3 separate regions of the Mus musculus genome follow, and regions 1 and 3 are each linked to region 2. The links are chromatin contacts, called in public Hi-C and HiChIP or PLAC-seq maps. All regions are on one chromosome and are shown on one strand. Each heading gives the region's core, a stretch centred on a gene start, on an enhancer-like site or on the middle of the called end of the contact. The rest is flanking DNA. Distances are from core to core; before and after follow the strand shown.

What was found. Hi-C and Micro-C count contacts between places; a contact is called where the count stands out from the background. HiChIP or PLAC-seq counts read pairs in DNA pulled down with a chosen protein or histone mark.
Region 1: an H3K4me3 HiChIP or PLAC-seq map of craniofacial prominence shows a contact between it and region 2, with 3 times the contacts expected there. The contact joins two enhancer-like sites. A contact is called at or near these places in 1 of 39 promoter capture datasets (liver) and 2 of 115 datasets of contacts at active chromatin or transcription factors (craniofacial prominence and pancreatic cancer cells).
Region 3: a Hi-C map of embryonic stem cells shows a contact between it and region 2, with 3 times the contacts expected there. The contact joins the promoter of Trim50 here to the enhancer-like site in region 2. A contact is called at or near these places in 3 of 39 promoter capture datasets (hippocampal neurons, liver and pre-B cells) and 1 of 484 Hi-C or Micro-C datasets (embryonic stem cells).

The regions. Positions count from the first base shown.
Region 1 is chr5:134,537,096-134,541,572 of GRCm38.p6, forward strand. The region is part of intron 1 of Clip2 (CAP-GLY domain containing linker protein 2); the gene reads right to left. Among named protein-coding and RNA genes, the nearest start is that of Clip2, 13 kb to the right of the region's middle. Within about 2 kb of position 3,031, at least 227 of the 459 cell types and tissues checked have an H3K27ac peak or open chromatin away from gene starts, as enhancers often do. A contact at or near this core is called in craniofacial prominence and liver, where this site is marked.
Region 2 is chr5:134,964,091-134,968,561 of GRCm38.p6, forward strand. No RefSeq gene overlaps it. Among named protein-coding and RNA genes, the nearest start is that of Cldn4, 19 kb to the left of the region's middle. Within about 2 kb of position 2,296, at least 146 of the 459 cell types and tissues checked have an H3K27ac peak or open chromatin away from gene starts, as enhancers often do. A contact at or near this core is called in craniofacial prominence, embryonic stem cells and liver, where this site is marked.
Region 3 is chr5:135,351,110-135,355,461 of GRCm38.p6, forward strand. Trim50 (tripartite motif-containing 50) reads left to right here and starts at 2,186. Exons shown (of 6, transcript NM_178240.3): 1 at 2,186-2,585. The coding sequence starts at 2,187. It also overlaps a transcript of Fkbp6 not described here.

The DNA of each region.
Region 1 (4,477 bases), core at 1,781-4,280, 430 kb before region 2:
AAGGCTCCCTCTGTTTCTCTACTGTTAGTAAACCAGGGGACCACCCACATCCTAGAAGCTGGTGCGCCCCAGCCTGCCTTCAGCAACTTGGTGCCGGGAGCTACATCGTCACCAGTGCCCAAATGCGGCACAGTTCCACTGTTGCCACAAGTTGCATATTTTCCCTATGAGCATGCGTTATGCCCCTATATAATGCCAGTGCCTTCCCTGCAGGCTCTTTTCTCCTCCATCCTCACTCCGAGGCAGCCTTTGTCTCTCCCCACTAAAAAAAATCTCTCAGGTGATGTCATCACATGGTGTGTGTGACTCTGTGGCATCCATCGATCCTCTGATTGCTGCAAAATCCCTAACACCCAAGAAACCTACTGTGTGAGGAACCTGCTTGTCCACCATGCTGTACTACTATGCACAGTACTGAACCTACTGTATGCCACACACTTTGCATAGATGTGACCTGGCTACGCCCAAGGCCGCTGTAGAAGCAGCAGGCATCTTACCAGTAGAACAGTTACAGGTCAGAAAAGTTCAGGAATAGCTGAGTGTTAGAGTGACATCTGTCATCACAGCACATAGGAGGCTGAGGCAGGAGAATGGAGCTTTAGACTAGCCTCCATTACATACGGAGGGCCTGTCTTAGCAAAAGAAAAGAGGGCCGGAGAAAGGGCTCAGTCAGTGCGGTTCTTGCCACAGAAGCACGAGAGAAAGTCAGTCCTCTGAGCTCATGGTTAGAAGCCCTGCATGAGGATTGTGGCGGTTTAAATAAGAATAGCCCCATTGGGCTGGTGAGATGGCTCAGGGGTCAAGAGTGCCAACTGCTCTTCCAAAGGTCCTGAGTTCAAATCCCAGCAACCACATGGTGGCTCACAACCATCCGTAACAAAATCTGATGCTCTCTTCTGGAGTGTCTGAAGATAGCTACAGTGTGCTTACATATAATAAATAAATATTAAAAACAAACAAACAAAAAAACAAAAAAAGAATGGCCCCATAACTCATATATTCAAATGCTTAGTTACCTGGGAGTGGCCCTATTTGAGAAGGATTAGAAGGATTAGGAGGTGTGGACCTGTTAAAGGAAGTGTGTCACTGGGGTGAAGTAGAAACTTAAGGGCTCTTTGGAAAGTCAGTTATGTTGGATGGTGTTTTACTGGGACAATCACGTGAAGGGGTGTTTTCCTGAAGTGGACACAGGTGGAAAGTTAAGGCAGACTCGGGAAGGAATGTTTGGCTGAAGCAGACACAGAAAAAAAATGTTCTGCTAAAGCAAACACATGAAAAGACATGTGATGAGAGATTCTTCGCTAAAGACACACATGTATTGGTCTGCCTTACATTGCATAGTTGAGCTCCATTTACTGGGATGCCAAAGAGAGAAACGCACCAAAAAACTTCTGGTGGTATGCTGCAGTTTCTTGCTGCTCCCTCGAACTTGGGCTGATTGACAGAGTGGTGTCAGCTGAGACAGACACACATGCTAAGGCAAAGACACACGCTGAGACAAGACCCGTAGAAGACACGTGATGTTTAGATGTGAGTACCCGGTAGACAGTAATCGAGGCATATCAGCTTGCTTATCAAGTTCGCCGCTGTGCAATGCTTGTGGGTCTCACATCTTCCCTGATCTTCGATTTGCTGGGAGACGCACAGCAGAGAACTTTCCCTGGCATTCCTCCCTAATTCTAATTCCTGCTGACCTGTGCTGAGGCTGAGGCCTGTCTCTGCTAGGGCGTGCCACCACTGCTAACCCACGTTTGCTAACCTGACTACGGAACTGGACTGCTGATATAGCCGTAAAGTATTTGTGAGTGGATCAAGCTGCCGCTGCTGACCTATGAACGGAACTGGTGACTTTCACACAACACAGACGGAAGTCGCTCCAAAGAACCTTTCTAAACAGGTCCACTTCCCCGGTATCCATTCTTTTCCACTACCTCTAGTGGGCTAAAAGAGAGGTTACACCGTTTAAGGACCATCATTAAAAATAAGGTTTAAAAAAATTAAAGTTATACTGGAGAATGGGCTTTGAGATTTCAAAAGCCTGTACCAGACTCTCTCTCCCTCCCCTCCCTTCCCCTGCCATGCCTCCCTCCATGATGATAATGGACTAAACCTCTGAAACTGTAGGCCAGCCCCCAGTTAAATGTTTTCTTTTTTAGGAGTCAGGGTGTTTCTTCACAGCAATACAATAGTGACCAGGGCAATGATACATGCATTTAAGCCCAGTGCCGGAAAGGCGGAGACAGGGGGATTCCCTGGAGCTCCCTGGCCAGCCAACGTAGCCTACTTGGCGATCCTCAGGGCAGTGAAAAAACATGCACACATAGGTGCATACGTGTGCACTGGGACTACACACACATACATGCACATGCGTGTGTGCACACAGATGCAGGCATGTGCACACACTTACACACACACATAACGTGAACAGAAGAAAGGAAAGAGAAAGTGAAGGATGGAGAGAGGGGAGTAGTAAGAAAGGAAGGGAAATGACAAAGGGAGGGAAGAGAGAGAAGAAAAGGAAGGTACTGAGGGCTGGTGATATGGTTTAGAAAGTAAAGGAGCTTGCTGCCAAGCCTGAGGACCTGAGTTCAATCCCCAGGCCCCAAATGGTAAGAGAGACCAACCCCAGCAAACAGCCCTCCACATGTGCATGCAGCACGCATATGCTCCCTCTCAAAGACAGCGAGTAATAGTTTTTAGAAAGAACACATACTTATAGAACCAGGAGCTGAGAAGATAAAATTAATTTCCCAGATTCCATCCCAGTCTCAGTGTTGCAGCCATGACTGAACTGGTCCCAGGGTTGGTTGCCTCTTCCTTACCTCCTAGCCTGGTGGCCCTGCCCTAAAACAACATTTCCAAGACCCTGACCTCTGGGGAACAGCGCCTGCTTGCTTCAACTAACAAAGGAACACATGGAGCAGGCAGGAAAGAACCAAGCCAGCATTCAGCCAGTCCCTGCTACCCCAGCCAGGGACTGGAGGGGACCGGAAAGGGGAGGGGGAGGGGAGAATGGTAGCAGGAAGAGGGGAGGAGGCAGAGGGCTGAGCTGGCCCTCTGTGACTCAGCCGGGCTCTGGGACAGAGAATTGGTTGGGGGTGGGGTGGGGGAGGACTTGGGAAAGCTGTGACATGTCCATACACTGGCCTCTGGCCACAGTGCAGCTGATGGCTGAGGCCATGAAGTGAGAGCCTGCAGTCTGAAGCCAGTTTCACTCCAAGAGGCCTTAGGATATGAAGCCATGTGACAGTCCTTGGGGTTCTCACCTATCTGGGATACAGGTAGCACAGGCATGGTCAGCACACAGTGATTCCAGCACGAGAGGCAGAGGAAGAAAGACTTCAAGTTCCAGGTGGACAAAATGGCCTAGCAAGTTTAGACAATTGCCACCAAACCTGACGGCCTAAGTTGGATCCTCAGGGCTCAGGTGGTAGAAGGGCAAAACTGATACATACATACACATGCTAAAATGTAATAAAATAATAAACCAAGCTTGGAGTATAGCTGGGTCAGGAGAGGGCTTGCCTAGTATGCATGAAGCCCTGGGTTCGATCCCCTGCCCTCCTAAACCAGGGTGGGCACACCTGTGATCCCAAAAGTAGGGAGGTGGGGTGGGAGGATCAGAAGTTCAGGGTTATCCTCAGCTACATAGTGAGTCTGAGGTCAGCCTGGGCTATAAAAACAATTTTAATCTCAGTGCTCAGGAGGCAGGGGGCTGGGGTCCTGGTGCCTGAATTGGGAAGCTTGTAAAACCAGGAGTATCCCAGATACTTGACAGAGGTCAGGAGGCCCATGTTACAACTCTCTGGTGACACTGTTCACACAAGCATTGTCTGGGAACTTGGGTCTAACAGAAGCAACAGGCCCCTGTGTGCTGTCCTCAATCGCCACTTACTGGGAAGAAACCCGAGCTCTGTTGCAGGGTTTCCATTTCAGCTGCCTGGGGGTGACCCGCTCACCACAGGACAGTAGGAGACAGGGCCCAGGATTCTGGCCCAGTGAATGCGGTAGTGGCCTAGAGAGGGGAACAGTGCCAAGTAGAGCAAGAGAAAGCCCAAGTCCTATGAGGTAATATGGCCCCGGGGCAGGGAAGAGGGCAGCAGGATGTAGGCACCATGGCCCAGAACTCCAGCCAAGCCGCTGGCCCTGGCTCATTCACTGGGCACTTCTACCAGGAGATGGTCCCTCGATAAGGGTGACACTAGACACTAGACTGACACTAGACATGCCCAGCCTCTTTAAAAAATATATATGTATATGTATGTATATGTATGTATATATGTATATATATGTATGCATACACATACATATGTGTATATATAGGGGGGAGGGATATATGCATGCCCTATGCACGAAGGGTTCCAACTTGGCAGCAACTTGGGGGGTGGGGTCATCTGGTCATTTCTCTCCTTCCAGAAGAAGTCTTCAGGGCTCGAACTCAGGTCTTCAGGCTTGGCAGCAAGCCCCTTTCCCTGCT
Region 2 (4,471 bases), core at 1,046-3,545:
TTGTGAGCCACCATGTGGTTGCTGGGATTTGAATTCAGGACCTTCGGAAGAGCAGTCGGTCCTCTTAACCGCTGAGCCATCTCTCCAGCCCTGAATATTTTTTATTTTATATGAGTGAGTGTTTTGCCTGCATGCATGTCTAGGCACCAAGAGTATACAACACCTGCGGAAGATGGTGTTGCTGGGCTAGGGAATTTCTAGTAAAGTAGAAATACAAGGCCCCAAGGAAAGACCTCAGGGGACTGAAGACATGGCTCAGCAGTTAAGACCACACAGTGCTCTTACAGGGGACCTGAATTTGTTCCCAGCACTCATGTCAGACAGCTTACAACCACCTGCAATTTGAGCTTTAGGGAATCCAATGATCTTGTCTCATCTCTGTAGGTCCTGCACCCACCCTCGGACACACAAATGTACATACATTTTAAAAACTGAGCCAGGCGGTGGTGGCACATACCTTTAGTCCCAGCAATCGAGAGGCAGAAGCAGACCAAGCTCTGGGAATTAGAGACCAGCCTGGTCTCCGTAGTGAGATCCAGGATAGCCAGAGCTATGTAATAAGATGGGTCTTATAAATAGATGAATGGATGGATAGATAGATAGATAGATAGATAGATAGATAGATAGAGGGGCCATAGAAATGGTTTAGTGATTAAGAGCACCAGATACTCTTTCAGAAAACTTGGGTTCAAGTGTCAGCACCCACATGGAGGCTCACAATTCTGTTTAACTCCAGTTGCAAGGGATCTAGTGCCCTCTTCTGTCCTCCAAGGGCCCTTGGCACACACCACCTGGTGCAAGACATAAATGCAAGCAAAGAGGCAGAGGGATTTCTCAGTTAGAGGCCAGCCTGGTCTACAAAGTGAGTTCCAGGACAGCCAGGGCTATACAGAGAAACCCTGTCTTGAAAAACCAATAAATACATACATACATACATACATACATACATACATACATACATACATAAATGCAAGCAAAACATCTATACCTATAAAATTGAAAATACAACAAAAGTACATTTAAATGTAGGTTATGTCTTTTAAAAATAGGGATGGAACTGGGCAGTGATCACACATGCCTTTAATCCCCACACTCAGGAGACAGGTGGATATCTGAGTTTAAGGACAGCCTGGTCTACAGAGTGAGTTCTCAGACAGCCAAGGCTACACAGAGAAATGTCTCAAAAAGGGGCAAGGCAGGTATTGGGATATGCCTCAGCAATAGAATGCCTACCTAGCTCTCATGAGACCCTTGCTTTAGTCACCACTACCACCAAACAAATAAAAAATTTTGAGACAGCATCTCACTATTTAGACCTGGATGATCTGGAACTCACTATGTAGACCAAACTGGACTTGAACTCTTAGAGACCCAGAGTCAGGGTGTGTGTGGTGGTGGTGGGATGGCGGGGCTTTAAAGGTGTGTGCCACTACTCCAGGCAAATTTAAAATCTTAAAACAAAGAAACTCCAGTCGGGGCATCACTACCTCCTGTCCCAGGCCACTCTTTTCACATCAGCCTCAACTCTCTGTCCAGCAGCAATCTCTAGCTCCGCGGCTAGATTAGCCCTGAGCCTGCAATAGCTCTTGCTAGCGTCGCCCTCTTCTGTTTGCTAGTGGGAACTGCATCCATAAAGTGTCCAACAAGGTTTGATAGAAAATTTGAAAATCTCAAACAACACTGGAAGGAGAGGCACCGGGCGTTAGAACAGGTTGCTAAGGCACCTACAAATTGACTGCGCATGTAGAGAACTACGGGTGGGTTTCTTTTTACATTTGCAAAATATTAACAGTTGTGGAATACTGGAGATCTGAATCTGTCCTGCCCCGGGTTCGCGCTGACCGGCAGGATAACTAGACGAGGTCCAGTGCACCTTAGGAGCCTGCGGAGAGAGCAGCAAGTGTAGCCGAGTTGTGACATAGTCTGAGAAGGCCACTCTGGGGCAGGAGTATGAGGTCCCAGGAGACTGAATGGCAAGAAGGGCCTGTCCATTCCTGGTGGGGAGCTGTGGACCTAGGCTCAAGAACACCCCTTAGTGGAGGTGAGCGTTCCTGCAGCTTGGCCCACTTGCGCGCGCGCGAGCGCGCGTGCGTGTGTGTGTGTGTGTGTGTGTGTGTGTGTGTGTGTGTGTGTGTGGTGTGCATGCCATGACACGCATGTAGAGGTCAGAAAACAACCTACTGCAGTTTTCTTCTTTCACCTTGTGATTTCTGGGAACTGAACCCGGTCTTAGCTGCAAGCCCCTTCACGTGCGGAGGCACTTCACTGCTCCCCGGCACACAACGACACCACCTCTGCTTGGTCTTGTGGAAATACTGCCACCCTGAGGACCTAGCTTCAAAGAGTCCTCCCAGGCCGGTCCTGATGTAGTCTGTCTGAGGATAAGTGTGCGCCTTAGTGGCGGAAAGGAAAGAGGAACTGTTTGAGCCACTAGGAGGGCTGTAAAATTACGTATCGGCCCAGCAGCTCCACCCCTTAAAAGACGGAGACCCTGCCCACATGCTGGAGATGGATGGAGAGCCCCACCTATAGATTCACTTCAGGACCCGAAGCTCCGCCCACACTCTCACCTTTGCCTCATCTAGACACTAGATGGCCTTGCCAACATTCTCCTAATGGATTTGATAGGCCTGCTTGCAATATTGTCAAAAACATGGCTTACTTACATACAGGGAAACTCCGCCCACAGGGATACTTTGGCATGGATGGCCCCGCCCACATGCTCACCTAGGAAAAGCCACTGAAAGCAAACTGGGCCAGCTAACCTTACTCTGAAACACCAGCACCCATAAAGTTCTTGACTACAGTTCCTGAAGATGTGAAGTCCACGTTCTGACCTCTGCCAGCACACCAGGCACGCACGCTATGCACATCACATATATACAGGCAACACTCACATAAATGAAACCAAATTAATCTTTTAAAAAAGGGAGAAAACCCTGGCCTCACACGAGGCCCATTCACCAAGCCCCCTGCTTCTTCACCCCTTCAAGCCATCTCCCCGAAATTCCCCAGGGAGAATGAAAGCTCCGCAGCGAAAGAGACTGCGATTTCGCTAGGGGAAAAAGGAGCCCAGGGGGACGAAGAAGGGGGTTAGAGTGGGCCAAGGAATTCAGGGATCTAGTCTGGGACCAGGACGTTCCCTTGACTAGGCAACCAGGCAGCCCCCAGGCTGGGTTACACTGGATCTGGCCGAGACCGGAAGAAAGATCTCTTGGGCAGGGCCTGTTTACGACTTAGTGAAACCTAGCCCTGGGGAGAGAGAAGTTTCTCCCGAGGGGGAGGGGGAGGCAGGTGTGACTCACCCCTCCCTCACCTGATCTATGACACCTAAGAGCCTACCTGGGAATTACCCCAGAGTAGCGCACCAACCAGGTTTGACTGAGAGAAAAACCGATTCCACCCTGACCTGGCCGCTCTCACCTCGCACCTTCCCAATGTACCCCCCCACGGGAGAGTCAGGTCACACCCAGAACTATGGACTTTCTGGGTGAGAATACAACACCCTGTCACGCAAGAACAAGGCCCATCTGCTTTAGACTCAGTTTGCACAGGGCACAAGCAGGAGGAAGGCAACATACAGTAGGCACACGCAGTGTAAGCACACAGTGGGGCAGGCAGCATGCAGGAGGTTCAGTATTCAGAAGACACGCGCAAGGGTCAGGGAATGTGCAGGAAGTGCAAGGGTCAGGGAATGTGCAGGAAGTGCAATCGGCGGGAGGTCTAGGTGCTCACTACCCTGCTGTAAAGGACAGACACCAGGAAACTTAACAAAAACCCGGCTTCCACACTAGGCCCACTCACTAACTCACGCCCGTCTGCCCCAACCTGTTTTACTTCTCAAATAGCCCTAAGAGGTCCAGGAAGCTGGAAGGAGAAACCTGAGCCCTAGGGCAGCAGAGAGAGAGGGAACCATCAACTGATTAGAGCCAGGTAGACCCTCTCCAAGAACCCTAAGAGGAAAGCCACGGCCGACCGCAGAAGTCTCCGTGACACCCGTGATAATCCAGAGGGTGAAATATCACACGATGCCCCTGGATCTGCCCTCGGGCTTTGCCCTTTGCTGATGGTTGGGGTCCTTTGAGTTTTGTTGCCGGTTTAGTTTGGTTTGGGTTTTTTCATGGCAGGTGTGTAACCCTGGCCATCCTGGAACTTGCTCTGTAGACCAGGCTGGCCTCAAACTTAGAGACTGGCCTGTCTCTGCTGGGATTAAAAAACTAAGTCACCACTGCCCAGCCGTTTGTTGTTTGTTTGTTTGTTTGTTTGTTTGTTAATGCTGGGGTTTGAACCCTGAACCCAGAGCTTCTCACCTGTTGGCCAAGAGCTCTAACTCTCAGCTCCACTCCAGCAACGTGCACAACTTGTGTGTGTGTGTGTGGTCAGATTCAAAAGTAATAATAAAAAATAAGAATCAGCCAAGCTTAATGGCACACACCTTTGATCCCAGCACTTGGGAGGTGGATCTCTGTGC
Region 3 (4,352 bases), core at 936-3,435, 390 kb after region 2:
AAGTTTTATCCCCTGGTTTCTCATGCATAAGGTGGCCTGCACCTGCAAGCACACACAATAAATGTTAAAATACATACATACATACATACATACATACATACATACGGGCAGCTGGTAGGAGGATACGAACCAGAACGGTAACTGTGTTGATTGCAGAGCCTGTTCTGGCAGGAGGCAAAGGACTGACTCTGCAAATTCTCTACAACTAGATTTTTTTGTTTTGTTTTGCTTTTGAGATAGTCTCATGAGGTCCAGGATGGCCTTGGGTGTGCTACATAGCCTGAGAATGAACTTGACTTCTGGCCTCCGGTCAGCATTTCCCAAGTTCTGGGATTATAGGTGTTCAACACTCTGTCCAGTTTACAACTTGACCTTGAGCATGAGTGTACACAAATAAGATAAAAGTTACACTGCGTGGTTAAGATCTGTTCACATGTTACACCTCGAATGAGAAAAATCAGAGTAAGCAGCGTATTTTATCATTGCTGTGTGTGTGACCCAAACTTAGAAAACGAGAAAAATCTAAATAAATAAAATACCTTTAAACTTCCGGGTTGAGGTATTCAGAAAGCTGCTCGTCATACAAAGCTTATACCTGCTTGTGCTCCGAGCTGGCGCACGGTCTCAGCCCTTCCCCCATCCTGGGCAAGGCCACACAATCTGCCTGTGTAGGTTATCGTAAGGGAACCCAACAGAGGCCGCCGCCTCAGTCTCGTGGTGTGTGACCCACTTCCCACCTGATTCTGGATGACCTTGGGACACAGGTGTTGCCGGGAAAGGGGAGGGGATGGGAGAAGGGGCAGACACCAGGCAGTGGCATCTATGTCCAGCTGGCTGCCCCGGGTCTCCGTGTCAGCTTCCCCATTCTGGGAGGAAGGAAAGGCTTCAGTGACCAGAGAGAGCTGCTTGTTTGAGGCCCTAGTGGGAGGCCTGCTGGACCACAAGAAATCAGGTAATGCGGTAGTGGGATGTGGGTCGAGTTGCTGCTATCTTGCTCAGTGGAGACTTTGTTTCTGTTTTGGAAGATGAACACCCAAGGCTCTTTTTATCTCAGACTCTGTGAGGACAGTGTTACCCTGGGACAAGGGACATTGCTCTTGTTGTTCAGGATGTAGCTACTGAGTAGATACTGACTTACCAAGCATGCTTAAGGCCCCCAAGGGGTCTATACCCAGAACTATTTAAATTGTGTATAGTGGAGCACACCTGCAATCCCAGCTACATACAGGGTTCAAGGCCACCACCGTCCACAGGACCCCTATCCCAAAAAGAAAAAGTAACAATCTGGCTTTAAGATTGCTTAGGCGGCAGGTTCCTGGTGCTCCCTGCCTTTAATCCCAGCACTTGACAGGAAGAGGCAGGCAGAGCTCTGTGAGTTGGAGACCGGCGTGGTCTACAGAGAGAGTTCCAGGACAGCCAGGGCTACACAGAGATTCCTTGTCTTGAAAACAAAAAAATAAACAAAAAGTGCCTGGCTTGAAGGTGTATATTACAGATTTCTGGGTCTCAAGAGAGAATCTTCCTTGAAGTTGAATCCCTGCCTGGAACTGGGGCTCTGGAATCTCTAGAATAGCAGTTCTCAACCTTCTAACACTACAGCCCTCAACACAGTTCCTCATGCTGTGTGACCCCCCCCAACCATAACAAAGTATTTTTGTTGGTACCTCATAACTAATTTTGCTACTGTTATAAACATCTGTATTTTCCCAGTGGTCTTAGGCAACCACCTTGAAAGGGTTGTCGGAACCTCAAAAGGGTTGCAATCCACACACTGAGAATCATTGCTTCAGGACAATTTCATGAGTGGCTGTTCATGCGCAAGGCTCTGGGTTCAATCCCCCCCAGATGCTGGGGTTACATGGGGGAAGGTCCTAGCTCAATGTGACGTTTGTGATGCTAGAGATTGAACCCAGGACCTCATGTATGGAGAAAAAACTCTGAATTAGACTTGCAGTTGATCTATATATCCAGACTCATAGTGGCCATTGTTTTCCACTTAAGTCCTTTTTTCCCAGACGGGGAAACTGAGGCTCAGAGTCATAGTAGGCGCTAGGATCAGAATCCAGGGCTGGCATCCTTTTCTCCCTAGGCTTTCAGCAGCCCTGGGGGAAGGGAAAATATGACAGAGGGAGGGGGCGGCAGGATAGAGGACTGACTGCCACCTGTGTTGCAGCTGAGCTGTGCGCATGGCGTGGCGGCTGACTGTGCCGGAACTCCAGGACCAGCTGCAGTGTCCCATTTGCCTGGAGGTCTTCAAAGAGCCTCTGATGCTACAGTGCGGCCACTCCTACTGCAAGGACTGCCTGGATAACTTGTCCCAACACCTGGACTCCGAGCTATGCTGTCCTGTGTGTCGTCAGTCAGTAGACTGCAGCAGCTCCCCGCCTAATGTCTCCCTGGCCCGGGTGATAGATGCTCTGAGGCTGCCGGGGGACATAGAGCCCACCGTCTGCGTGCACCACCGAAACCCTCTCAGCCTCTTCTGCGAGAAAGACCAGGAATTCATCTGTGGTCTCTGTGGCCTGCTGGGCTCCCACCAACACCACCGAGTCACACCAGTCTCCACCGTCTACAGCCGCATGAAGGTGCGAGGGGCGGGCGGGCCGCTAGCGGGAGGAGCAGAGCAAAGGGCGGCTCTCCTGAGTGCTGTCTTGCGCCTCCACGCGGTAGAGGAAGGCTACTGCACCAGGGCTCCATTTCTCCAACTCCATCTTGCGCACATACTCAAGTATGGCGCACATACTCAAGCATGCATTCATTCATTGGTTTTTAATACTTATTTGATTATTGACTGCTTGACTGTGCACGCGTGTACCACGGCATGCACGTAGAAGTCAGAGGACATTTTGTGGAAGTCAGTGCTCTTCTTCCACGTAGGGGTCTCTTCATTGGTTTTTGAAGAGTTGCTTATATACCAGGGTCCTGAGGATCGTAGCTGCAGGAATGACAGCGAGTCCCTTGCCAGACTTTTCCTATTCTTTTACCTTGTGTCTTTGGCTTGCTTTATTTTGTTTTGCTTGCTGTCCTACGGATGGAATCCAAGGCTTAGTTTATAGCTTAAGCAGCATTCTTCTACTAAGCAACATCCTAGGTTCAGTGGTATGGATTTTGATTGTGGTTTATTTGTAGCTCAGACTGGCCTTGAACTCACTATACAGCCACTGGCCTTGAACTCTAAATCTTCTTGTCTCATTCTCCACAGAGCTGAGATTATAGGCACGTACCACAATAGATTTCTTTCTTTTTATATTCTTTATTCATTTATGTGTAGACATACACATGGAGAACAATGTCAAGGAATCAGCTTTCTTATTCCACCACGATCAAACCCAGATCATCAGACTTGACCTGCTGAGCCACAACACTAGCCTTGCTTCTTCAGAGCTCCTAAGCCCATCTGGTCACAAGCATGAGGGTGGGGCCTTTGTTCCTTGCTGTATTTCAGCAGCTACAGCAGAGGTTCTTAACCTGTGGGGTGAGACCCTTTAGGGGCTAAACAACCCTTTCACAGGGATAGCATACCAAATATTAGATATCCCGCATATTAGATATTTATATTGTGATTCATAGTAGTAGCAAAATTAAAGTTATAACGTAGCAATGAAATAATTTTATGGCTGGAGCTCACTATAACATAAGGAACTGTATTAAAGGGTCACAGCATTAGGAAGGTTGAGAACCACTGGTCTACAGCTACAGTTGAAGTGGTAAATGTTCAAAATATAAGTGTTAAATTTGTGAATTCCTCAGCCCATGGACTTTTATCTCAGGTAAACAGATCGACATTTACTATTTAATTTTTTAAATGTTATATTTATGATGTTTATATATAATATATTTATTATATAAGGCTTGAGAGTCATGTTTACAAGGCTGGAGATATGGCTCAGATTCTAGCACTTGTCTAGAACCCCTCAGTGAAGGCCTGTGGGCATTGCCTCGAGGTAGAGCACCTTCCTATAATCCCACGATGAGGGGCTGGGGATGTGGCTCAGCAGCAAGTGGCAGACAGCTTGCCTAGCGTGAGCAAGGCCCTGGGTTTTATTCCAGCACCAGAAAGAAAAACAAAATGTATCTGTAATAGTTTGAAGGTGGGACTGGAAAGGGTTGGTTTGCTTGTTCTTTTTTTGGTGCATTTCTTTGTTCCTTCAACCTAGAGTATATAACACCAAGGATAACATCAGGGCTGGGCAGACCTGTGCCTTTCAATCACATGTATACAGTCGGTGTCTACTATGTGCAGGCATTGTGCTTGTGCCTGCTATAACAGTAGGCAAAGGTCTCACCAGGCCTGGAACACGCATCACTTGGGGTCTGCTGAGCTCTGTATGTTGGATGCCCAGGCTGAGTAC